7 separate regions of the Mus musculus genome follow, and all the other regions are linked to region 6. Evidence: chromatin contacts called from public HiCAR-type and promoter capture Hi-C data. All regions are on one chromosome and are shown on one strand. Each heading gives the region's core, a stretch centred on a gene start, on an enhancer-like site or on the middle of the called end of the contact. The rest is flanking DNA. Distances are from core to core; before and after follow the strand shown. Region 1 overlaps 5031425E22Rik (RIKEN cDNA 5031425E22 gene). Region 2 holds the start of Tomm7 (translocase of outer mitochondrial membrane 7). Region 3 holds the start of Rint1 (RAD50 interactor 1). Region 4 overlaps Gnat3 (guanine nucleotide binding protein, alpha transducing 3). Region 5 overlaps 5031425E22Rik (RIKEN cDNA 5031425E22 gene). Region 6 holds the start of Tmem60 (transmembrane protein 60). Region 7 holds the start of Gnai1 (guanine nucleotide binding protein (G protein), alpha inhibiting 1).

Region 1 (3,132 bases), core at 474-2,973, 2.5 Mb before region 6:
CCTCTCTAATACAGGGTAAGTACTATTATATATATCGTAAGGAGGAGGGCATCTTAGAGAAGTTTAGTAACATGCCCGGGGTTGAACATCCAACAAGGGCAGATACAGTCCGAGAGATCACAGCGGTGCAGTAGGAAAGTCTCTGGCATGATTAATAAACCACAGCTAGAATAATAACCAGCTAAGAGCTTTTACTTGGTGTTTCTTGTGTGCCAAGCATCATGTTGCTTTATGCATATTATTAGGATCTGTAAAGATTCCCCCTCACTCCTGACAGTTCCTCCATGTGGAAGAACTTCTGCTCCAGCATTTCTGACTTATTCCACTCCGAATTAGTGCTTCCCCAGGAAGAAGAATCAGGCTGGGAGAGGAGTGATTTCTTAATGGTGATTTGAGGAGAGGACTGGGAGCCTGTATCTCAGACTCCCTTCATCACATAGCAGCCAAACTCTTCTCCCTCCCGTGGTTACAGAGTGAATTCCTGGGGTTGGGGGGTGGGGAGAGGAGAAGAAAGAGAGGAAGGGAGGAAGGGAGAAAGCTGAAGCACACAAAATCCCAAGACTGGGAAACAAAATGAGTGACAAAGAAATTATACAAGCGGCTTCTAGTCCCAAGTGTTCCTTCTGCTCTGAGGGGAGGAAGTGGGGCTCATCAAGGTGGTAGAGGAAGATTTGGTATCCATGAGATGGTCCAGTGAAATCTGAGGAAGACAAGTGCATACACACAATTTAACAAGGAGGAAACGGACAGAGTGTCTCATAATAAACTTAAATTAGAAGAAGAGAAACCTGAGAAACAGGACAAGCTTGTGGATGAAGATACAGGAGACTCACAAGCTGGTACTTAACCAGTGAAGGAGATGCTGCCGAAGACCTGCTGAGACCCAACTAATAACATGACCAAATGAAATCATTCTTTGATAGTATTGCTTATGGTGATACTGGAGAAAGGAGCCCGAGTTAGGCTGAAGAAAGGTTAGATGCTGAAATGTTCGGAACCCCAATTTGTCCAGATGGTGGCCATGGAGCTACCAAGGCAGAGAAGTGTTGGCTTTCATATGGCAGGGTACGTGGTAGTGGCCGAGGAGGGACCATCACTGCCCCTCAAGTGGATTCAGAGGCATCATGGAGCAGAGAGTGCAGATTTTGACTATAGGAAAGATAATAAAGTCACCTCCTAGTCTACAGACAAGTTCCAGTCTCTGTACCCTTCTCATTCTGTTTGGAGATGCTATAATATGAGGTAGCTTATTTCAGCAGTTAGGGTGCTGGGTGGTAGACAGCTTTGTCAGTCAGCTATACACACACCGGTAAATAAACATTTTATATAGTTGTAAAATTTCATTCTATTCTGTTGCCAAAGAAACATTAAGAACTTTGTATAGCTTTTTAAAAAGCAACTACGTTTCTTTTAAAGAGAATAACTTTTAAAGTTTAAAAGAAAGGTGTGTGTGTGTCCTGCCTGTCTGATCTTGGCAGTTCTTTCCTGTTCAAGTATACTAACTTCGAGTCAATGATGACTAGGCTTTGACAGCGTCCTCTTGGCTTCCTCTGCGTCATCGTCATCGAAGCCATTTGAATGCTGACTTTTCCCCCTGGGCTTGCTAAGCCCAGTCCCTAGGGGACACAGCCATTTGAAACTCCCTGCGGTTTGAATGGGCTGGCCCAGCTGGCAGAGATCTGCAGCTGTGTTGCCTTTGGTTGCGTGGCAACGCAGCACCCCACCCATCTTCTGTTCTCAGAGCTGAAGATCAACACTGCTGAAGCTCTGTCTGCTCTTGCTGTCTCACAAGGACCGGAAGAGGATGAAACACCAGTCAGTACCGGGGGAATTGCAACGGAAAAATATTTTTCCATTTCGGTCAAGTCGCCATCGGGAAATCATTCAGACTCAATATTGAGACTGATACAGGGCGGTGAGTGGCATTTCTTGAGCAGGCTTTTCTGTTTGCAGAGAAATGCCCGCCCTTTGCGAACAATCAGCACCATTCAGCCTGGCAGGGTTGACGGAGCTTGGGGCAGGCCGCTGATAGATTTCATCTGCTTCTGAAACTCCGTGGTTTCGTACAGGAACACTGAAAAAGAGACTAGAAACAGGAAGTGGAAAAAAAAAACATTTCTACCTAATGGAAACTACCTTTTGTTCATCTGCACCTGCATTCCTGTTAAACATTTAAATTAGCGCAGGTATCTACTTTTCTAGGGACTATCCCCAGATGGTATGTACCCTAGAGGGGCTTTGCCTCTGATCTGGAATCTTCCTGTCACCATAACAAATCTCTCATTCTCTTTTCGCATTCCTCAGAAAAGAAACAGCTTGCCCATTGCCAGGAGGAATTAAGATCAGAGTCAGGGCAAAGTTCTAAACCAGTCTCCCCCTCCCCCACCCCTCCCCCTCCCCCACCCCCACCCCTCTCCCCTCCCCTCTCCCCTCCCCTCTCCCTCCCTCCCTCGCTTTATTTATTTATTTATTTATTTATTTATTTATTTATCTATCTATCTATTTATTTATTTATTTATTTATTTATTTATTTATTTATTTATTTTTGTGGCAGGGGTCTCTGTAACATAGCCTGGAACTCAGCCACACAACTGAGGATGGCCCTGAACTTGTGTGAGCCTCCTGACTTTCCTTCCTAAGTGCTGGGATTACAGGGATGCCCTTGTGCCACCATGCCCACCCAGCTCAGAAGCTCTCTTAGTGTAATTGTTGAGTAGCTCCCGAATAGTAAGGAACTGAGATGTAGTTGCCTTTGGTCAAGGAGGGGTCAGAGACAAGAGGAGTAAGATGATGACGGTTGGAAGATGTATGTCCGAGTGCACCACAGGGAAGCCAGGCTCAGAACTCCTTTTCACTCTGGTCCTTGCCTGCATCGACCCTGCTAGACGCTAGCAGATACTTTCTCACTAAGGTGGGGGAGGGTGGCTGAGACCCTTGATGGCACTGTGCCCAGAACAGAAAATGTGGTTGTTGGCAACTATATCAAAGGGCAAGGCTCTGCTCATTTAGAAACCTTTCCACCTCTGCTTACCAGACCCCATAACCTAGCATGCCCAAGGCCCACAGAAACTTTGGAACAATAGGCTTTGCCCCTCCTGTCAGTTATTTATTCATTTATTTAATTTTTCATTT
Region 2 (3,321 bases), core at 291-2,790, 3.0 Mb before region 6:
TTCTTCTTCTCTCTTTCTTTCTTTCTTTCTTTCTTTCTCTTTTCTTTCTTTCTTTCTTTCTTTCTCTTTCTTTCTTTTCTTTCTTTCTTTCTTTCTTTCTTTCTTTCTTTCTTTCTTTCTTTCTTTCTTTCTTTCTTCTTTCTTCTTTTTCTTCCAGAGCAGAGGACCGAACCCAGGGACTTGCACTTGCTAGGCAAGCACTCTACCACTGAGCTAAATCCCCAACCCCTCTATTGTGTATTTCTAAACAGAGTATTTTGAGAAACAAGATGCATAAAAATTTCTGTTCTCATTTGGCTCATTTACATCACTGCATTTTAGGATCAGAGCACTGCTTTCCTAGTAACCATGGTGAACTAATTAGATGCTTTGCTATGGGATCAGCCAATTCACAAGTTTCTTATTTCAAGTCAATTGCAGAATTCGACTAAAATCTTGGCACTTCTGATCCTAGAGTCGCATTTTCTACACCTATGTTCTTTATTGTTGGTTTTTTTTTTTCATTGCATTGTATTAATAAAAATGTATTCTTTGAGGATGAATGCAGTGGGGCAGGAGAGAAAGACAGAATTAAGGAGACATGGGAAGTGAAAGGTGTCCCGTCTGGCTGAAGAATCCCACCAGCCGAGCAAAGACTCCCCTGACATTTAACAGCATTTGCTGTTACGGGGCAGTACTCCTTTTATACAGAACTATTTTCAACTAAGAATATTGAAACAGTGACCACACTCAAGGCTTAAGCATATCTGACTTTACTCCTTCCCAGATGTAAACTGCAGTTTTCTGGGACTCTCACACACAAAAGTCTATAACTTCCTTTATAGTAAAAATGTAGCTTAACTCCCATGAACCCCTTGTGCCCAGTGATCTCATTAAGTTCCTTGGCAGTCCTTGAGATGTAAGTCTAGAAGCCAGAAGTGTCAAAGAAAAACAGACAAATAAACCCAGATTTCACGCGAACTTCCCAGATTTGAAAATGTTGTTAAATGAAAAACAGAGAACGGGTGCAAAGTAGAAGGAAACCTGGAAGAGTGCCCGGTGACGTCCGGTTTTAGCAGCCATAGAAGAAACTGATTCTGGGATAGTAAGGAACTTAGCCAAGATAACAGAACAGTATATAAAATAACATTCCTTCTTTCTCAAAGATCATCGCTGGGATGTGTGCTTTAAAACTCTGGAAAGATGCTGGAAAAAAATAAAGGTAGTTGTAGATAAAAAAGTAGGCCTCAAGTGAGCGCGTCTGGCAATCTTCAGCAAACAGCGCGCATTGAATCCCAGCACTCGAGACGCTGATGCAGTAGCAGCTCCATGGGTTCAAGGGCAGCAAAGTCTTAAACAGGGAGCCCCTATCTGGAAAGACAATTCCCGCCCCGCCCCTCCAGGAAAAGCCGGATTCGTCCCAACAATAAAACAACAAAAACGAGGCGGGAGCAGTGAACCCGCAAGGCGGAGCTAGGTTGCTGGAAGGCGACGGATTACGGCCTCTGTCGGCGATGCCTCACGACTCCTGCCGTAAAGGCCCCACGTGGCGCATGCGCAGCTCCTCTCCCTTCCGGGATCCGGACACGGTGGTGGTTGTTGGGCTCCTCGTTCCGCTGGTCCGTCGTCGCCATGGTGAAGCTGAGCAAAGAAGCCAAACAGAGGCTGCAGCAGCTCTTCAAGGGCGGCCAGTTTGCCATCCGCTGGGGCTTTATTCCTCTCGTGATTTACCTGGGTCAGTGATTGAAGAACTTGGGAGGAGCCGCAGGGCAGGGGTTGGTGGGGTCTGAGTCTCCTTTTTTGCCATCCGGGGCTAGGAAATTAAACCCGGCCTCCGCGTTGTCCACGATTTCCGAGGCTGTCTGCCCGGGCTCGAAAAACCATCTTCCAGTTCCTTTTAGCTATTTGAGTAGTGTTTAACCAGTCACACAATCCCTTATATTCCCTACTTAAATCTGTAAAATAAAAGCAAGACCTTTCAAGATTGGTTTTAGGTTTATATGACCCCTAAAGAAAGATTAATCCTCTATTTGACTTTTAGAACGTTTCCCTCCTGTAGGTTAGCCTAAGTGGGAAGACGGTAACCAGGTTAAAACGTCACTGCCTAAAAGCATGATTGTGACCATTGGATGCCTACGCTTTTCTTGTATAATGAAGGATTTCGGTGATTTTTTTTTTTCTCCCGAAAGTTACAGACCCCATTTTGCAGGGAAAGACAGCCATAAAGTTGTACTTTCCTTGCCCAAGTGTCCAGGCAAATATTTTCACCTAGGGCTACACTCTGGAACTGGTTCTGTTCCTGGTTGAGTAGTTTTACAATTTTTTATCTTAATTGCCTTATTCATCCCGTAAGGTAAACAGCAGAGGATTTTAGCTCCAGGTCTCAGAGCTCTAATATGGAATCTGGCGTTTCTCATTAAAGCAGGACCCTCACAAGGTGCTGCTTCTCGTTTGTTTTACATGACTTGCATTATATAAGATAAAATACATTCATTTGTAGTCTTGGCAGAGCCTTTAACTAGGCTGGACATTTCTCCAGGCAGCTGTTGTACCTGTGAGAAGTATGTGAGCTGTGATAACCTGGATATTTTGATAGGACAAGTATTTTTCTTGGTGTTCCTAAGTATTACTGATGAGACAGTGCCTCATGTTGCTCAAGCTGGCCTTGAACTCCTGGTTCTCTTTTTTTTTTTTTCCCTACCTTTCCAGTGTTTGAATTACAGGCCTGCACCGTCACATACAGCTCTTTTCTCCTCTATTTTGAAAGAAAAGAAAATCTCAGACAGTGATATTATATAGGTATCAGATAGATAATTGTGACAGCTTACTTTTTTTGTTTGCTTGGGGTTTTTTGTTTGTTTGTTTTCGAGACAGGGTTTCTCTGTATAGCCCTTGCTGTCCTGGAACTCACTCTGTAGACCAGGCTGGCCTTGAACTCAGAAATCCGCCTGCCTCTGCCTCCCGAGTGCTGGGATTAAAGGCGTGCGCCACCACCCACTGCTGGCTCTACTTTTGTAGGCCGGGTTGTCCATACAGTTCTTTGAGCCCCGCTCCATTTTCATAGTTTGCCTGTAGGTAAGGCTGGGTGAACTCGCAATTCAGCCTCATCTATGGTGTAGTTGGAACTACAGGTGCACTAGGCTCTCCTCTTGAGATACACCTCTGCCCCCACCACCGCCAGATGAGCCCCTTTCATGCAGCCTAGGCTGGCTTGGCTGTAATTTCAAGCTCCTCCTGCCTTCAACTTCTGAACAATGTGTTAAAGTTGTGCACAGCTATGTCCATAGCTAGAAGCTGTAGCTACTTGTCAGAATCTTGGGTCTGAGAACTGGATGCTTCACA
Region 3 (3,061 bases), core at 223-2,722, 2.9 Mb before region 6:
ACATGCTGGCTCACCATCACCCATGATGAGATTTGACGCCCTCTTGTGGTGTGTCTGAAGACAGCTACAGTGTACATAGATATAATAATAAATAAATCTTTAAAAAATACTTCAAAAGCTCCTAAAGAGGTTGGGCATGTGACATCTGTGAAATAGAAGACTGTGGATCTGGAGTCCAAGGTCATCCTTAGTCACACAAAAGTCTGGGGCGAACCTGGGTTACGCTCCACCTTGGTTAAAGAGAGAGAGAGAGAGAGAGAGATTGAGAGAGAGAGAGAGAGAGAGAGAAACAAAAACAGCCCCTTCAGGGTGCTGGATTCCTAATAACCTGCTACGCTTATCTCAAGTGAAATAACAAATATCCAGGAGTCTGACATAGTTTCCTGTCCTAGGTACTGGGTCTTTTCCATGTCACCTACCCAGACCAAGCCCTGGGACCTAAGGTGTGGGCTACCTGCAGCAAACTGTAATTACTTACTCACTGAAGGCAAAAGTACAATTAACCTATTATCAAACCTCTTCCTAGAACCCAGTAACAGTGACCAGCATAACCCCTCTAAATACCTGATAACGAGCTGACAGTTCATTAAAATGGCAGGTCCCAGTGAAGCCAAACCAGTCACTGTCCTAGGAAGGAGCGTCAATGTGCTCTTTCTATATTTCACAGTCTTAGAGAGACAAAAGTCCACGTGCAAAGATAACTAATATTTATTACTGTTTAAACATTGTACAGAAAGAATACTCCATTGAAAAGATAGCAGACTAAGAAACTCTTTTGCAGACTCTGAAAAGGCGAGCTTCGAAGGGCAGCTAGACAAAAAGAACTAAGGGTTTAAAGCCTGCTTACTTTTCACGTCTGTGTTCTTCGTTTCGTCACCACTCTCGGGGCAGCACTGGCAGAAAAACAGGTGTGGCAAACAAGTTAGACTGAAGTAAGTGGAATTCATACAGCGCTCCGAAAGGTCCCATACTGACGGGCGGAGAGGTCCTAGGCGCCTCTCCCAGGGGCATGCCTGACACTACTGCCACCTTCCCAGAGGTCTGGACCACCTCCCCAGGGTCCGAGTTACTCTGCCCGGGCACCGAGGCCACTTTCCCGCCAACTCTCAAAACTGTCATCTTCTGGGACATCGGACATTGCACTGTGACTACCTCCCCAGGGACTCCCTTGCCTGCTTCCGGCCGTGGGAACCACCGCCAAACCACTTCCAAGGTAACCTGTCCCCGGGGCGGAGGTGGGGTCTGTGCCACCTCGCAGGGTCACCAGCGTCCCTTCCCCGGGTTTCCAGGGACGCCTCACCGGGGCTGCCGGCACTTCGCCGATATCGTCAGCCGCAAGCATCCTGCCTCCGCACGAATTCTGGATTCCATGCACCGCCAGCCCGGCCTGCAGAGTCCGGCTAGGGAACACACAGACTGGGCGACCAGACCAGCCTTCTGGGACGCAGGGTTGAGCGCCACCTCGACTTCCTATCACCGACTCTCTGGTTCCGTTCTCTTGGCCTAGAGAGGCATATCTGCGCGCCGCTGTCCTGTTCTGTGGCGCCCCCTGCTGGTTGGATGTCATGTTGGCCGCTCAGGGAACCTGGCAGCCCTACTGCTTCCCAGGCTGCTGAGTTCTGTGCAGGAGCTCTCTCCACTTCTTTGGAGTTACTAAAAATAAAATTCGGCCCTGGCATGGTGTCTCACACTTGGAATTCCACCGTTTGGGAGGTGAAGGCGGGAAAACCAGTAGTTCAAAGTCAACTCCAGCTACACACTGAATTCAAGGAGGGGAGAGGAAGGAGGGGAGGAGAAAATACTCATGATACCCTTAGGATGGTGAGCCACAAGTCGGGAGCGGAGGCGGGAAGATTGCCACTAGTCCCTGCCAGCTTGCTCTATAAAGTGAATTCGGTATCAGCTAGAACAACACCTATCTCAAAATGGCTCAGCGCATAAAAGCATTTGCCACCAAGACACCGGAGTTCCATACTTGGCCCACGTGGTACTAGGTAGGAGTGTCAAAGTGCTCTTTCTATATTTCACAGTCTTAGAGAGACAAAAGTCTACGTGCAAAGGTAACTAATATTTATTTATTTATTTATTTATTTATTTATTTATTTATTTATTTATTTATTTTTGGTTTTTCGAGACAAGGTTTCTCTGTGTAGCCCTGGCTGTCTTGGAACTCACTCTGTAGACCAGGCTGGCCTCGAACTCAGAAATCCGCCTGCCTCAGCCTGTAACTAATAGTTATTACTGTTTAAGCGTTGTACAGAAAAAAATACTCCATTTAAAAGGTAGGGACTAAGTAACCTCTTTTGTAGACTCAAGAGTAAGCTTTGAAGGACAGCTAGACAAAAGGAACACTCCTTCATATATTTTCGAACTGGAAGGTCCAGATCTGTTTGTAGGAGGGTTGAAACATTCTGGGAGTCAGACAGAGAAAGAGCACTCAAAATCTGGCATCCAGTTTGCTGGGCAAAGCCCCCTAAACCTCTACTGTTTTCCAGGGAGGAGGAACTGAATTACTTAGAAGCAAGGGATAGGTAGAGAACATGGAAATTTGACAGGCAAACCCTGGAAGGCAATGCCTTTGAGACCAAACAAATGGGGAGAAAACAGAAAAAAAAAAAACAACAAGCAAACAAACAAACAAAAATCTTTAGAGGAAACAGAAACTACTCCGTGAGAAGAAAACTCACTGAGGTGTAGACATACATGCAGACAAAACACCCATACACATAAAATGAAAAAAAATAAATAAATAAGAGCCGGGTATGGTGGTGCATGCCTTTTATCCCACAACTCAGGAGGCAGAGGCAGGTGAATCTTTATGAATTCAAGGCCAGCCTCATCTACATAGTGAGTTGAAGGATAGACAGAGCTATATAGTGAAACCCCGTATAAACAAACAGACAGACAGACAAACAGGATCTGGAGAGATGGCTTCAGCAACTAAGAGTACTAGCAGCTCTTTCAGAGAATCCAGGTTCACTTTCTAGCACCCACGCAGCAGCTGACAGCTCTCTGTCTGTAACTCAATTCTAGGGTATCTGACTCTCTCTCTGAACTCTCT
Region 4 (3,363 bases), core at 195-2,694, 2.9 Mb after region 6:
GGTATTTGGATGCCCAAGCCTGTAGTTTCTAAACCTTTAGCTGTTATGACTCAAGTCACATACAATGCGTTGATTATTTACTTCTAATCCTGTAAAGATAGTGCTGTCCCTTGTAAACCACATTTGCTCTTAATGCTTGTGGAATTTAAACAGCACACTAGGTGGCCCTAATTAGTAAACCATGAAACTTAGGTAGCTGAGGCCTTTCCTCCGAGCTTTTCCTAGAGCTTGTGGCATCTTCAGCCAAACCCGGGAACTGGGAATTCTGCTCTACTCTTCTGGCAGCGTCCATCTGCAGAATGTCTAGATGTGCAAAAAAAAAAAAAAAAAATCTTCCTTTCACTAAAAAGTTGGAAAAAAATGTTTTATATAGTATAAACAAAATAAATAGGCAGTGCAGGATCACTCTGATATGGAAATTGAAGTATGTAATTTAATTCAAAAATTGAAAAAATAATATGTTCTTAACGTTTGGAAGAAAATAATGTAAATTTAGCAACATTTTAGCAGGCTTTTATTTAATATGCCTATAGTAACACTTTGAAGCTGCCAAAGTTAATATCTCAAGTATTCAGTTTATGTAGAAAATATTTCTAGTACATAGAGAGAAAATAAATTTTCATAAAATTATACTGCTGTGCAAATCAACTGAGTGTTCAAAAACTATTTACAGTATGGGCAGAACTCAGAAAATCAATGGAAATAGATGTTTGATATATTTAACAGTATGGTAATATTCTCAACTCAAACTATTAGTCAAAAATTCTAAGCATTTAAACAAATAAATCATCTAAAATATGAAATACAGTGTCATTTTATTGCCTCAGGTTAGTTATCTGAGTTATAATTAGTTAAATTTTTTACTATAAATATAAAGGACAAACAAGGAGGCAAGCATACTAACAATGTAATTGAAGGTATCTAGGCAATATTTATTCAAAATGAAATTTATTAATCTTGACTGGAACACACTTACATGTCTGTCTTTCGGTTCACCTTTCCCAGAGGTAACTAAGCAACATTTTGTATGTAATGTATAAGCTTGCATCTAATTTACTCAATGATTAGCACAGACAGGTAAGCAAGGTTTTACAGTACCACAGAAATCACTTTGATAATCACAGTGAGGTAGAGACTGGAACCTTGGAGAAAATGTTCCCAAGTTTATGTAGTCATAGAGTGACACCCTGCTCTCATCAAGTGGAATCCATACTTTTGTCTAAAGGAAATGGTCCCAGTGGAAATTAACAATAAATGAACACTCATCACCATCACAGAAATGTGCTCACTACACATGGACTTCTTTTTATGTTTTTTTTTTCCAGACTCTCTCCATCCATCACTGTCGTTTTTTCCTAAGAAACAGACTTATGGGTCAAAGGTACTCAGTGATTACAAATCTGCATTGTCATTGTCATGCATGACCCATCTTTCTGTTTAAAGAGAGCTTTGCTTCCCAGCCACATTACTTTTTGTTGCTTGTTTAATTAAACCTCAGGGCTTGCATGGTTTGTCACGGGATTCATTCAAGGACAATGTTGTATGTTTTCTATGTTTGTAGGCATGGGAAGAAATAGAAAACGAGTAATTGCACAAACTTTTTGTAGCCAAACAAAATCACATGTTCTTGTTGATTCATACAGAAAATAATTCAAGAAGCACTCGAAACAAGGAAGTTTGAAGTCGTGGCAACAATTCTATTGTAAACAGTGCAATGCTCTCCTAAGTTCCTTATTAACATTAAATACTTACTTGCCAATATTTGCTATGCTGACTCTAACGAGATTTCACAATATGCTAAAATCTGAAGCCAATCGACTTTTCTTCCAGAGTTTTGTGTCTTGCTCAATAACCTAGTGGTCTATCACATATATCACTAGTAAACTTATTCTAGGGGTTATTTCAGTAACACTGAAATATATGATTCAGATGCATACAGTTCCAAATATCAACACGCATGCCATCTGTCTGTGTTCATGCTAAGTAAGCATTGAACATCATGGTAATTTTTTTTTTTAACTAAGAGAAGATATGTGTAGTATATATTTCTTCTCAGGTATGTTGTTTCATGTCTTTTCTGCTGGCTCTCAGGTTTTTTTTTTTATAATAAAATGCTAAACCATTTCCCATTATTTGTGCTTACATGCACAATGTGCCAAGTTACAACCTATGTGTCATCTGCAATTCTTGTCCAAGAAAATGACTTACTAAGCTGCAGAGTCATTGAGCTGGTATTCAGATGCCCTTTCAAAGCAGGCTTGGATTCCTGGATCCCCCCACAGTCGTTTAATGATTTCAGCCAGCTGTGGAGTCATATCACCATCTTCTAGTGTATTTGCCATTGAGTGAAGTTGTTCTTGGTCCTCCTGGAATAATATTTTGGTGGGAAGAACAAAAGTATGCTATTTAGGCACAGGCACTGTTTTAAATAGAGCACGCTAAAAGGTTTTTGTTCCTTTCATTTTGTCAATCATTTCACTGAAGAGTTTTTCAAAATCTATGAAGAATAATTAAACTAAAATTCATTATAGTAGTTGACTGATATCTAGAAATGCTGACCTTTGGAAAATTGCAAAATACTATATGAAGAATTTGAATGCTTTGGTATATTTCATTGATTTCTGAATATGTTGTCACAAAGAATAACAGTGCTAGTCTGTTATGGCCTGGTTTAAAATGCTGGTGTGAAAGAAAAATTAGATTGTAATAAAATGTTACTTGGCATGAGGTATTTCTTTTAATTACTTGGGCAAGTGATTACACACACGTATAGACACACAGAGGTACTGACGCTGTACGTTAAATGGTGTGAACTGAGTGCCTTTGCATTAATGTGCCATAGGACAGACATAAGAATTGGCTAAGAATCAAAAAACAGAGTAAGTATTATGTCAGTACATAGTAAGATGTGGAAAGTGATGAGGATGGATCGAAGCTTAGAAAACAAATAAATTCAATATAAACAATCTATGGCTGGCCACAATTTATACTAGTAACCAAAACACTTTTGACAAGTAATTAAGATTAAGAATTTGAGTCATAGAGTAGTTAAATAGATCATGGTAATTGGTTAGGAAAACAGAGAAGTCTGGGCTCAGATCCCCAGTGTCAATATCCAAAGCTCAGGCTCTGCCTGCATAATACCATGCTAGTGAATATCATTATAACAAGTTACAATGTGGGACACATAATTTCTGTCTCATCCTCCTTACAATAACCAGCAAATGCTACAGTGTGTGCATTTACACCTGTACAGCGAAGTACTCTCAGAGCTCCCCTTGACAAGGCAACCAATCCAACAGGCAGCAGAAGAGGAGGCAAGGGCAAGCAGAGTCTGTAGAGTGTGCCACTGCTAAGAGTGAA
Region 5 (3,126 bases), core at 301-2,800, 2.5 Mb before region 6:
ATAGTCCCCTTCCTGAGAACGGAAAAACTGCACACTTTAAACTCACTGTACGGAGACTTGTACACTTCTGAAGATTCTATCGAGAGGGGATTCGCTGCAACAAATGATTTAACAGATTTAGAGAAAGTGCCTATCTAGTCAGCTCAATATTAGCAGATGTGCTCCATAAGTGGTCAGTTACTGGGGCTTTTAGATTATATAGGGCTTTGGTCATAGCTTGATGGTAGAGCACTTGTTTAGTATGCTTCAGGTCATGGGTTTGTCTTGTTTAGAGGACAAGTTCTCAGTGGCTGGCCTGGAACTTGCTTTATAGACTAGACTGGCCTCAAACATAGGAGATCACCTGCCTTGAGTTGAAATGTAGTCTTCGTCAGTTCCAGCACGTTTGATTCTTAGTACTGAGGGAAGGGGAGGGGTTAGGGGCTGAGTGAGGCGTAGCTCTGGGAAAGCACTGGGCTCAATCCCCAGCAAAAGTTAGGGTAGAAGTCTGTGAACCCAGCCACAATTGAAAAATAGTCCTAATAGAAAATCTAGGCATAGTGGGAAATCACTGCAGCCCCGGCTCTCAGGAAGTATGAGGAGTTGGAGACTTAGCTTTTACATAGGTTGAGAAGGTTTTTTATAAGATTGACTCCATGGTCCACATGACCTTAATGTGGGTTGCTTTTCGAGGACGAGGGTGGGCAAGAGTTTAAACGAGGTCTCAGGTGACTCAGACTGACTGACCACCAACTCAACACTGCCTCTAGAGTTACAGGCTTGGCACAATACACTGCAGGAATTCGGAACCAGAAATCCATCCTAATTAATGCTTCTGAAAGGCGGATCCCTTCTCGGAATGCTGTTAATGTGCGTAGAGTAGCATAGTGCACAGATCCTGTTAAATTCTCCATGGACACTCCTGCTTAGAAATCCTGTGCAAGGTGTTCAGATTCTAAGAGAAGGCTGACAAATAATGAAGCTTAGACATAATGGTGCCCTAATGGGACTAAATAATTTTATTTTTTAAAGGCGAGGCGTGGTTCGTGTAATTCAGGCTGGCCTCGAAATCACTTGGTAGTCAAAAGATCAACGCCTTTTTTTTTTTCCTGTTTCTAGCTCAGGTTACAGGCATACATCACCATGCCTGTAACGCGCAGCTAGCTATTCTAGCGTTTAATGTTCTTGTAGCTTTCAACTGGAGTGATCCTTTCCCTAACTGACATTAGAAATTAGTCCAGTAAAAGTGGCCTGAGTGAAAAGCTGTAGGAAAGGATTTTTCTTTAGTGAGAAGTACTGAGGATCCATTCTCTTAAGCCCGGTTTGATTGACGAGTGGTTCAGTAGCTTAGTTTTGACCTTTTGTAGTAATCGGGCTTTTACCGTATAATACCTATAGCCGGCGTGTCCTAACCATGGATAAAACCAAGCTACCCCGTTGTGGCTGCCAAATTTTACACCAGAGGAAAAACACCTCTTGGCGAAGCATAGCGTGGGCTTGTGCTCTAGACCTCAAGCCTTGAGTCCCACAGTGACAGAGCGAGTGCTTGTACCACAGAGCAGGGCGTTTCCCCGGCGCTGTCTGCGTCACGGCGGCTGCCCTTCCGCTCGGGAGAGCAGCTGCGGGAGCTGCGCCTGCAGGCTGGCCGGGTGCGCGGCGCTCGAGCCGGGCGGCGTTTTCCTGGGACCTTCACGGAGCAGAGCGACGAGGCTACATACAGCGGCCGAGCTTATCCCTTCTTTAATCCTCGCTGTAAAGCACCGTAGTGCAGCTTCCTGCTTAACTCGGTCGTCTGAGCTTCCAGCTCACATTTTGAGCCCAGTGCAGCCGCCATCTTCCGGAAATGCTGATGGTGGTTAGTCTGCGCCCAGTGGAAATAACAATTTTTTTGCTTTTGTTTTTGAAGCGGTCTTGCATTTGGCCCGATCTTTTTGAGGACTTGGGTTACAGAATTACATCATGCCTGGTTAGTTTCATGATGCTCAGTTTGGGGAAGTAGAGCAGTGTCCTTGTTGAAATATAATCTCTTTAGTCCAGCCTTTTCTCACTTAAATTAGATTGATGGATTAAATGAGATAATGTATACCAGATATGCAGTAGTAACTAACAGAGAAAGAAGGGAATGGTGGGTGGGGGAGTTGCGGGGGCGGGGGGATGATTAACTTTGCTGGGTATCACCACCTAAAACATGAAGGTATGGAGAAGCATGCTGTAGCACATGAGTGTGTATTTTGACAGCTCTTCAGTATAACTGATCCCTCCAAAGCAGACTTTACTGGCTTCTGGTTTCTAAGGGATGCTTCTTTTTTGTGTGGCTTCCTTTTTTGCAGGTCCATACTGAATAAATATGCTGTAGGGTGATGGACAAGGCCAAGTTGGGTAGTCCTACCATGATTTTAGTTTACAGGGAAAAATCAGGCTGAGTTTAAGTACATTGTAGGTTTCTAGGTGTTAGAAGTTTTCACACATGTGCCCGTTTATTTTTAGGGCGCGGCTTCACTGTTTGGCTAGGTGGTTTAGAACTGGGTATAGATTAGGGGACAAAAGCAGGAGTGAAGTCGCTTGGGGTTTGTTGTTGTTTTGCTGTTTTAGGTGCACTAACGATGTAATAATGTGTTTGGGATAACTTAGGAGGCAGCGATGAAGATTTAAACAGTAAAAGATTATTACACAAAAAATAACCCCAAACTTGTGCTTTACCGCGGACCCACCAGGTTGGAATATACAGGGAACAGTTGGACCATCCCTGTTTCAGGCTGGGGGTTTGATTTCTTTACACTTGCTGTCTACAAATCTCTGCAGGACACCAAACCCACGACTGAATGACACAGCCAGCATCCACAATTCACACAGAGAGGTAAAAATGTCAGATCCCCACACCAGTTGAACCAGAAGTTCTTTGTACATTAGAACATTTAATGGGAAACTGCATATGAACTGTAAAGTGTAAATACAGTCTGATTGGGATTAGAAGAGCCCTCTTGTTTAAAGCCTTGTTGATGGGGAGGAAGCCACACAGTAGAGTATACTTGCAAATAATAGAAAGGTCAATCTAGTACAGACTTAAGATGTACTATTTATGTAAGCTATGTTAACAGTAAAAATACAAACCAAAATGAAACAGGCGAGGAGAGTTGTGGCTCAGTA
Region 6 (3,127 bases), core at 439-2,938:
GACAGACAAGAAGAGCTGTGGTCAATCTATTGCTAAAGTCTGCACATCTCGAGGATGCTAATCTTGGTAAACACACACCTGTTGAACTTTAGCAGTTGGATGCTGATGTCCTAGCACCTTCTCACTCTCAACTATTAGCAGTTTGTTTAGTTTGCAAATGCTTTGGACTGCAGGGATTTGGCAGACAGAGCTCTGCCTACATAGCCTGGCCAGCCTAGAACTTTGCTTACATAGACCAGCCTGGCCTTGAACTCTATCTAAAGAGCTACCTGACTTGACTCTGCTAGGACTTAAAGGCACAGGGGTATAAGGAACTGCTCACATTAGGTTAAGTCACGGAAGGCAATTTTCTGTACCAGTCTTTTACAAAAAATAGAATATAATGGAATGAGATTAAGTTTGGAAGCAGAGGTGGAGATGTGGGCAGACTGCTTAATTAACTGTGTGTTTTTAATCCTGTGAATTATGTTTGCTCAGTCCTAACCTCTGATTTGGTCAATTTAAAGAACCTTTAACAAAGTTTTGTGATTATTAATATCCTTAAACACAACTTTTCTATATGGTACAGGATAATACAAACTTTTTTCTCCCCCATCCCCACCCCCTTCAGGAACAAGTGCCAAGTCGAGTGCAATGACTATAGGCATTTTAGGACAAGAGGTGAAAGGAGGCCAGGGCCTAAGCTTATTGCGGTTACAAGTTTATAATTGTGGGTGGAAACAAAACTCGGTTGTAGAAAAGTATTCTCAACAATGGAGATGACCTTCCTGACATTTAACTGACGTTTAAGGATTACATACGCTGAACTACAGTGGTAATACAAGGTTCCAATTTTACAAAGACATACTGTTTTAATAGAATTTATTTGGTTTTTACCACCATTTTCTCTCTATGTGTTGGTCCAAGGCTAAGATTTGCTCAATAGATATTTCTCACTTAAGGTGGTTATATCTGTACACAGAAGGTGTTTTTTTGTTTTTGTTTTTTTTTGCCCGTATGATTCCGGATCCATTGTTGAAACCTTCAGAGTTTCTTTCCCCACACATGGAAATACACACCTGCATCTAGTAATTAGTTGTGCGTAGTAGACTCATCCAAGGTCCTTCCCATACCATTCCATTTCCCTTCTCCCGCTACTCTTAATACTTATAAATGAACTCTCCTTACCCGAAGACAGCTCTGTTTAACCAGCTCACAATTTCCTTCTCAAAATAAGTGGCCTCGCTGCTTACAACTTGGTTGACTTTAGGGCTCATCTGCCCTGGAACGTGAGGATCCTGCTAAACTATCCTGGTCTTTGGTTTGGAAATGCCCATGGTGGTTTCGCGGGAATATCTGGACTCTCCCAAACTCATGCTGGAATTTAATGCGTTTTTTGCAAGACGCATCCCATAGCCGTCGTGCAAACGCGCCCGCACGCAGCATGAAGGGGTGAGGTCACCCGGAGGCAGCACGGACAGGACAAGGGCCGAGCTCCCGACTCACCTGGTAGAGCGGCTGGCCGGAGAGCCGAGAGGGCAGCGAAGGTCGGGAAATCCGCCAGTTTGGATCCTAATCCTCTTCCACACTTTTCCCCCCATTAAATTCTTAGGCCCTCACATGATAATTAAGGAGAAGACATAGTTCCGCCTCTCCAAACAGCCGCAGCTGAGGCCCTCCGCACCTCAAGGTTCCGCCCACATCCGGGGCTGTTCCCGCCGCCCTTGGCCTATCCCGGAGAGCAGAGCGAACGGCGTTCGGCGCTCACGGGCCCGTTTTTCTTGTTTATTGGTTCATTTGGCCGCCAGTAACTGACTGCCCTCCGTTTTAGAGCGATAAAAAAGGGAGGCAATGACCGCGCCCCCTGGGCCCGCCCCTTAGTCCTATAGGTTGGTAGAAAAGTCAGTTTTCCGATCACGCCCGCCGTCGGGCCCGCCCTCGCTCGCCGGGACCCTCCCACCCCTCTCGCCCGGTCCCGTAACCTGCGGGCTGCGGCGCAGACTCCGTGGTCATGCGAGGAGCCGCGGAGGAGGCGGGGCGTCCCGGGAGGCGGAGCGCGGTGCGGGCGGCGCGAGCGGCGCGAGGGTGGAGGCAGCGCGCCGCCGGCGGCGGGGCTGTAGCTCTTTGGGCTCCAGCGGCGGCACTAGCCTTCGCGACTCTGCGCGTCTCCTAGCCGCTTCCCAGCGGCGCGGCGCCGGCGGCTACGGTAGGCGCCACAGCTCCATGCTCGGCGGGCCATGTGGAGGTCGCCGCACTCTGACAGGATCCCAGGGCTGTGCGGACCGGGCGGCGGAGCGGCGGGCGGGATGGGGGCGCGGGCTTCGTGGTCGCCGTGGCGCCCCCTGCCACGGGCACCTGCGGGCCCCGCTCGGCCGCGGCCCCCTCCCTTCGCCGGGGCGCGGCGGCTGCGGGCCGGAGCTCGGCGCGGTGTGGGCGCGCGCGCCCCTGCGCTCCTCTGGCTTGGGGTCGCGCGGTCCCCAGAGGGCGTGTGGGGGCGGCGGGTGGCCGGGCCGGGGCCCACGCGAGGTCCTCTAGCGGCCCGAGGCGCGCGCGGGCTCGCGGAGCGGTCGCCCTGCGTGCAGGCACTGCCCGCGCGGAAGGGCAGCTGCTGCTCCCGCAGCTCCGGCGCACGGGAGTTGCGGCTCCTACAGCGACCGCGGAGGGGCGGCTACCCGAGTCTCGCGCGTGGGCCTTGGCAGGGCATTTCAGGTCTGCAAACAATGCAGTGGTCCATAGGCATGCTTCACCTTGTTTCCGCCTCGTGTTGACAGCCAGCGTTCTAGTATTGTTCTGGTATTGTGCTTTCTAACTCATCACTGCCTTGTTAAACTTCAGGAATCATTTTGTTAACCATTTTATTTTTGTCCGGAGAACACCTGGGGACTGTATTAACATGTGCTACTGGGAAAGTACAATGTGGAGCAATTAATCTTCCTTGTGGGTTTTACATACTTGGGTGTATGTAAATTAGGTATGCAATTTACAATTGTTTTGTCAGTGGTAGACGTTGCTTACTTTGATGTTACTTTACGTGTAATACTTTAGTAATTTTTTATTGCTTTCATCAAACATTTTTAAGCGTTTCTTGCCTTTTTTCTTTTTCCGAGTCTTTGATTTTAAGTGATTATGAATTTGCTAGGTACTTTTG
Region 7 (3,118 bases), core at 267-2,766, 2.5 Mb after region 6:
TTATTTCCTCATGTCCTTGACGAGCTTTTCAAAGGGAAGGGGCAATTCATATAAGTCTTTGACAATTCCTATACAAGGTGTGCAGCTTCACCATGCCTCAGTCCTGTTTCCCTTTTGGCTGGCCCCACACTTATCTGGCCTGAACCGTGGAGGAAGGACAGTCAACTGATGGCTGCAAATGGCCCAGTCACATTAGATTTCATTAATTCTGGAATTCTTGATGAACTTTTGGAGTGTCAGGAAACACAAAGGAGGTAGAAGGTGACCGAGTACCCTAAAAGTGTGCGGGTTTTGTTCTATTTTGAAAGAATCCAACAAAAAGCGGAGGGAGTTCTTAAGATTGCTTATCTTGTGCCCCGCAGGTGTGACTCTAACAAAACGGAAACCTATAAGCTCTGCTTGCTCTGAGGGACCCAACCTGAAGCTAAATATTCAAATGGGAGCCAGAGACTAATTGCCTAATTTTTATCTCGTCGAGGAATGTATTTTCTTTGCTAGTGGCTTCATCATCTAATTCATCAACATTTCTCCTATAATCAGCAGTGCAACTGACAGGAGAGTCCAACCTTCCACCTATGCTCCTCCCCTCACGCTGGATGAAAAGCCATCTAGTCCTTGGCCTGCCCCTGGAAAGATGGACTGTAGTGTAGATCAACAGCTCATTTAAAAGCAAGGAAGCTAAGGCCTACAAAAAGAAATGCCATGCCTACTGGCACAGGAGTTACAACAGAGCCATAAACCATGGGTAGGCAGCTTGGCAAGACACTTACAAGTGCCCTAAAGGCGATCCATTACCACAGAGGCCGCAGACTTGTTTGTGTGTTTTACTGCTCACGCCATTTTAAAACAATTCTTTGATTCTTTGTCAAACGTTTCTGTCGGATTAGGAAGAAATTCCTTAGAAATGTGTTCCCTTATGAAAAGGGAGGTGAGCATAGATCAAAGGGAGAGCCAGAGGAAAAGAGAAAAGGCAAGGGAGGAAGTGAGCATTGGCAACCCCAAGACCCCAATTCCCGCTTGGTTGCTCCCCACTTCGGGTTTCGCAGGGCTCCATTTCTCGCTCATTTCGCTCTATTTCCCACGGTTCTTTACCTAAGCCTACACATTTTGTAAACCCTTGGGTGGCTGCAGGCTCCGGGCATGCTCAAATGCCCTGGACTGCCTTTCCTCACCCCTTGCTCGCAACTTTGGCAAGCGTCCCACTCGCGCTCTTAAGGGGCAGGTACCCACGGATCCCCCGCAGTGGTCTCCAAAGCGTGGGAGGGGGTTAGTGAGCTCCCAGGCGGAGCTGGAGAAGTCAGCGGCCGCACGGGGCACCTCGTGGGGGGACCTGCAGGAAAAGCTGGGCTCGGCGATCACGCGGGCGCGCGGCGGTCGGAGGGGGCGCTGTCCGACGGCACGTGCGCGGGCGGGCGTGAGCGCGCGCTGGGAGTGGTCGCGGGGCGGGCAGGGGCGGGGCCGCGGCGGCGCGCGGACGCCGAGCTCGCTCGGGCTGTGCGCGGCTGCGGCTCGGCCACGGGCAGCTGCGGTGGCGGCGGCGGCGGCGGCGGCGGCAGAGCCTAGCGGTCGCAGGGATTCGCGGGCGCGGATCGCGGAGTGTCGCCGGCAGGGACGGCCGCCCGAGGCGGCAGCGTGCGGACTAGCAGACCTCGCCTCCAGCTTGCGGGAGCTGAGGACGTAGCGGGGCCGCCTCCGGGCCAGCCTCTCCTCGCTCTGCCAGCCGGCCCCGGCGCCGAGGGCGCGGCGACGCTCGGCCACCATGGGCTGCACATTGAGCGCTGAGGACAAGGCGGCCGTGGAGCGCAGCAAGATGATCGACCGCAACCTCCGGGAGGACGGCGAGAAGGCGGCGCGGGAGGTCAAGCTGCTGCTGCTGGGTGAGCGCGGCCGTGGGGACGGGGCCCGGGCCGGGGGACAGCGGTGAGCGAGCGCGGCATCCCAGTCCCTCAACAGCGCAGGCGGCTTCTTGGCCGCGGCGGTGACTGTCGCGCGACCTCACTGGCAGCCCAGAGTGTGGCGGGGCGGCGGGACGCGTGGGAATCCGATCTTTGAAGTTGAGCTTTGCCCTCCCTAGATGAGGGACAATTCGGGACCACAAAGCCAAGCACCCCCTCTCCACGGAAACCCGGTGGTGAGAGGTGTCGTGCCGCGTTGCGCTTTGCCCACGCCTGGAAAGTGCCACGTTGGGTGGCCTCGGGGCTCTCTTTGTGGGTCCTCTTCCTCTGCGGGGTCTCAGTGATCTTCCTGTCAACTTCATATGGCGACTCAGTGAGTGGAAAAGAGCGCTGAGATTTTCCCTGCGTAAGGACTTGAGCTGCTCTGGAAGCTGGATTTTGCCTGGGTGGGGGATGGAAACCACCAAAGTTGGCTTACGTTTGCTCTCATAGTAGGAAGGGAAAGAGGCTTCGCGGGTGAAAACAGCCCTGACAGGTGCGAAAGGCTCCTCGACCACAGGGTCGTTCCTCCACTGCGGTGTTCGCTCCAGTGAGGTTTGACAGCTGCACACCATGCTTTCTTTCTTCATTCTTAACACTGTTTTGCTAATAGGCGACGTGAAGGTCTTTCTTCCAGTTTTTTTGAACGGAGGAAAAAAAAAAAAGAGTAGATCCGGATTTTGATTGAGCGATATAAGGAAAATATTCACAGGTTATGGTTTTTTTAGATCTGTGAGTCAGGGTTTTTCCTTTTGTTTGTTTTTCTCCCACACTGTAGGTATTTAGGCAGATGATAGATTTCTTAGAATCTTCGTTTGCACTTCCAGCGATTTGCTTGTGTTCTTCTCACAGTTGTGATAAAAGAGAAACATCGCTGCACAGATCTGCTTTTTAGTAAGCTCCCGTTTCATTGGTTTAACGACTGCAGAAAGATGGTGGTTATTTCCTTCTTTCTCCATTACTAGTAGGCTTAGAAGAAGCAAACTTGGCATGACTAAAAGTAATAATGATCTGAGTCATTTTGCAAGCAAACTGTGAAATAACTTTGCATTTTAAAGACCTGGGTGGTGTTTTTCACCCATCACAGCCTCCCCATAAATCTTTCTCTGTAAATAGGATTGACTGAGTTTTTATATTAAAAAGATACTGTCTTTCCATGAGATCGGCGTGTTTTTAGAATATTA

What was found. Promoter capture Hi-C pulls out the DNA fragments that hold promoters and counts their contacts. HiCAR-type assays count read pairs that join an accessible place to other places.
Region 1: a promoter capture Hi-C map of pre-B cells shows a contact between it and region 6, with 3 times the contacts expected there. The contact joins the enhancer-like site here to the promoter of Tmem60 in region 6. A contact is called at or near these places in 3 of 39 promoter capture datasets (the 3T3-L1 cell line, liver and pre-B cells), 1 of 115 datasets of contacts at active chromatin or transcription factors (astrocytes) and 1 of 9 other capture datasets (adipose tissue).
Region 2: a HiCAR-type map of astrocytes shows a contact between it and region 6, with 4 times the contacts expected there. The contact joins the promoter of Tomm7 here to the promoter of Tmem60 in region 6. A contact is called at or near these places in 2 of 39 promoter capture datasets (liver and pre-B cells) and 1 of 115 datasets of contacts at active chromatin or transcription factors (astrocytes).
Region 3: a contact with region 6 is called in a promoter capture Hi-C map of pre-B cells, with 4 times the contacts expected there. The contact joins the promoter of Rint1 here to the promoter of Tmem60 in region 6. A contact is called at or near these places in 2 of 39 promoter capture datasets (liver and pre-B cells) and 1 of 484 Hi-C or Micro-C datasets (CD4 T cells).
Region 4: a contact with region 6 is called in a promoter capture Hi-C map of liver, with 3 times the contacts expected there. The contact joins the enhancer-like site here to the promoter of Tmem60 in region 6. A contact is called at or near these places in 7 of 39 promoter capture datasets (the 3T3-L1 cell line, 3T3-L1-derived adipocytes, the C10 cell line and 3 more) and 1 of 115 datasets of contacts at active chromatin or transcription factors (astrocytes).
Region 5: a contact with region 6 is called in a promoter capture Hi-C map of neutrophils, with 7 times the contacts expected there. The contact joins the enhancer-like site here to the promoter of Tmem60 in region 6. A contact is called at or near these places in 6 of 39 promoter capture datasets (the 3T3-L1 cell line, embryonic stem cells, hippocampal neurons and 3 more), 2 of 115 datasets of contacts at active chromatin or transcription factors (astrocytes and differentiating embryonic stem cells) and 1 of 9 other capture datasets (adipose tissue).
Region 7: a HiCAR-type map of astrocytes shows a contact between it and region 6, with 6 times the contacts expected there. The contact joins the promoter of Gnai1 here to the promoter of Tmem60 in region 6. A contact is called at or near these places in 2 of 39 promoter capture datasets (cranial neural crest and hippocampal neurons) and 2 of 115 datasets of contacts at active chromatin or transcription factors (astrocytes and embryonic forebrain).

Annotation. Positions count from the first base shown.
Region 1 is chr5:23,385,647-23,388,778 of GRCm38.p6, reverse strand. The region is part of intron 1 of 5031425E22Rik (RIKEN cDNA 5031425E22 gene); the gene reads left to right. Among named protein-coding and RNA genes, the nearest start is that of 5031425E22Rik, 46 kb to the left of the region's middle. Within about 2 kb of position 1,723, at least 405 of the 459 cell types and tissues checked have an H3K27ac peak or open chromatin away from gene starts, as enhancers often do. A contact at or near this core is called in adipose tissue, astrocytes, liver and 1 more, where this site is marked.
Region 2 is chr5:23,842,364-23,845,684 of GRCm38.p6, reverse strand. It overlaps Tomm7 (translocase of outer mitochondrial membrane 7), which reads left to right and starts at 1,540. Exons shown (of 3, transcript NM_025394.3): 1 at 1,540-1,714. The coding sequence starts at 1,612.
Region 3 is chr5:23,786,122-23,789,182 of GRCm38.p6, reverse strand. It overlaps Rint1 (RAD50 interactor 1), which reads right to left and starts at 1,472. Exons shown (of 15, transcript NM_177323.4): 1 at 1,301-1,472; 2 at 848-893. The coding sequence starts at 1,342.
Region 4 is chr5:17,998,657-18,002,019 of GRCm38.p6, reverse strand. It overlaps Gnat3 (guanine nucleotide binding protein, alpha transducing 3), which reads right to left. Exons shown (of 8, transcript NM_001081143.1): 4 at 2,209-2,366. Among named protein-coding and RNA genes, the nearest start is that of Gnat3, 38 kb to the right of the region's middle. Within about 2 kb of position 1,444, at least 38 of the 459 cell types and tissues checked have an H3K27ac peak or open chromatin away from gene starts, as enhancers often do. A contact at or near this core is called in 3T3-L1-derived adipocytes and liver, where this site is marked.
Region 5 is chr5:23,417,000-23,420,125 of GRCm38.p6, reverse strand. The region is part of intron 1 of 5031425E22Rik (RIKEN cDNA 5031425E22 gene); the gene reads left to right. Among named protein-coding and RNA genes, the nearest start is that of 5031425E22Rik, 15 kb to the left of the region's middle. Within about 2 kb of position 1,550, at least 443 of the 459 cell types and tissues checked have an H3K27ac peak or open chromatin away from gene starts, as enhancers often do. A contact at or near this core is called in adipose tissue, astrocytes, differentiating embryonic stem cells and 5 more, where this site is marked.
Region 6 is chr5:20,881,014-20,884,140 of GRCm38.p6, reverse strand. It overlaps Tmem60 (transmembrane protein 60), which reads right to left and starts at 1,688. Exons shown (of 2, transcript NM_177601.3): 1 at 1,486-1,688. It overlaps Phtf2 (putative homeodomain transcription factor 2), which reads left to right and starts at 2,017. Exons shown (of 18, transcript NM_172992.3): 1 at 2,017-2,185.
Region 7 is chr5:18,358,811-18,361,928 of GRCm38.p6, reverse strand. Gnai1 (guanine nucleotide binding protein (G protein), alpha inhibiting 1) reads left to right here and starts at 1,516. Exons shown (of 8, transcript NM_010305.1): 1 at 1,516-1,877. The coding sequence starts at 1,760.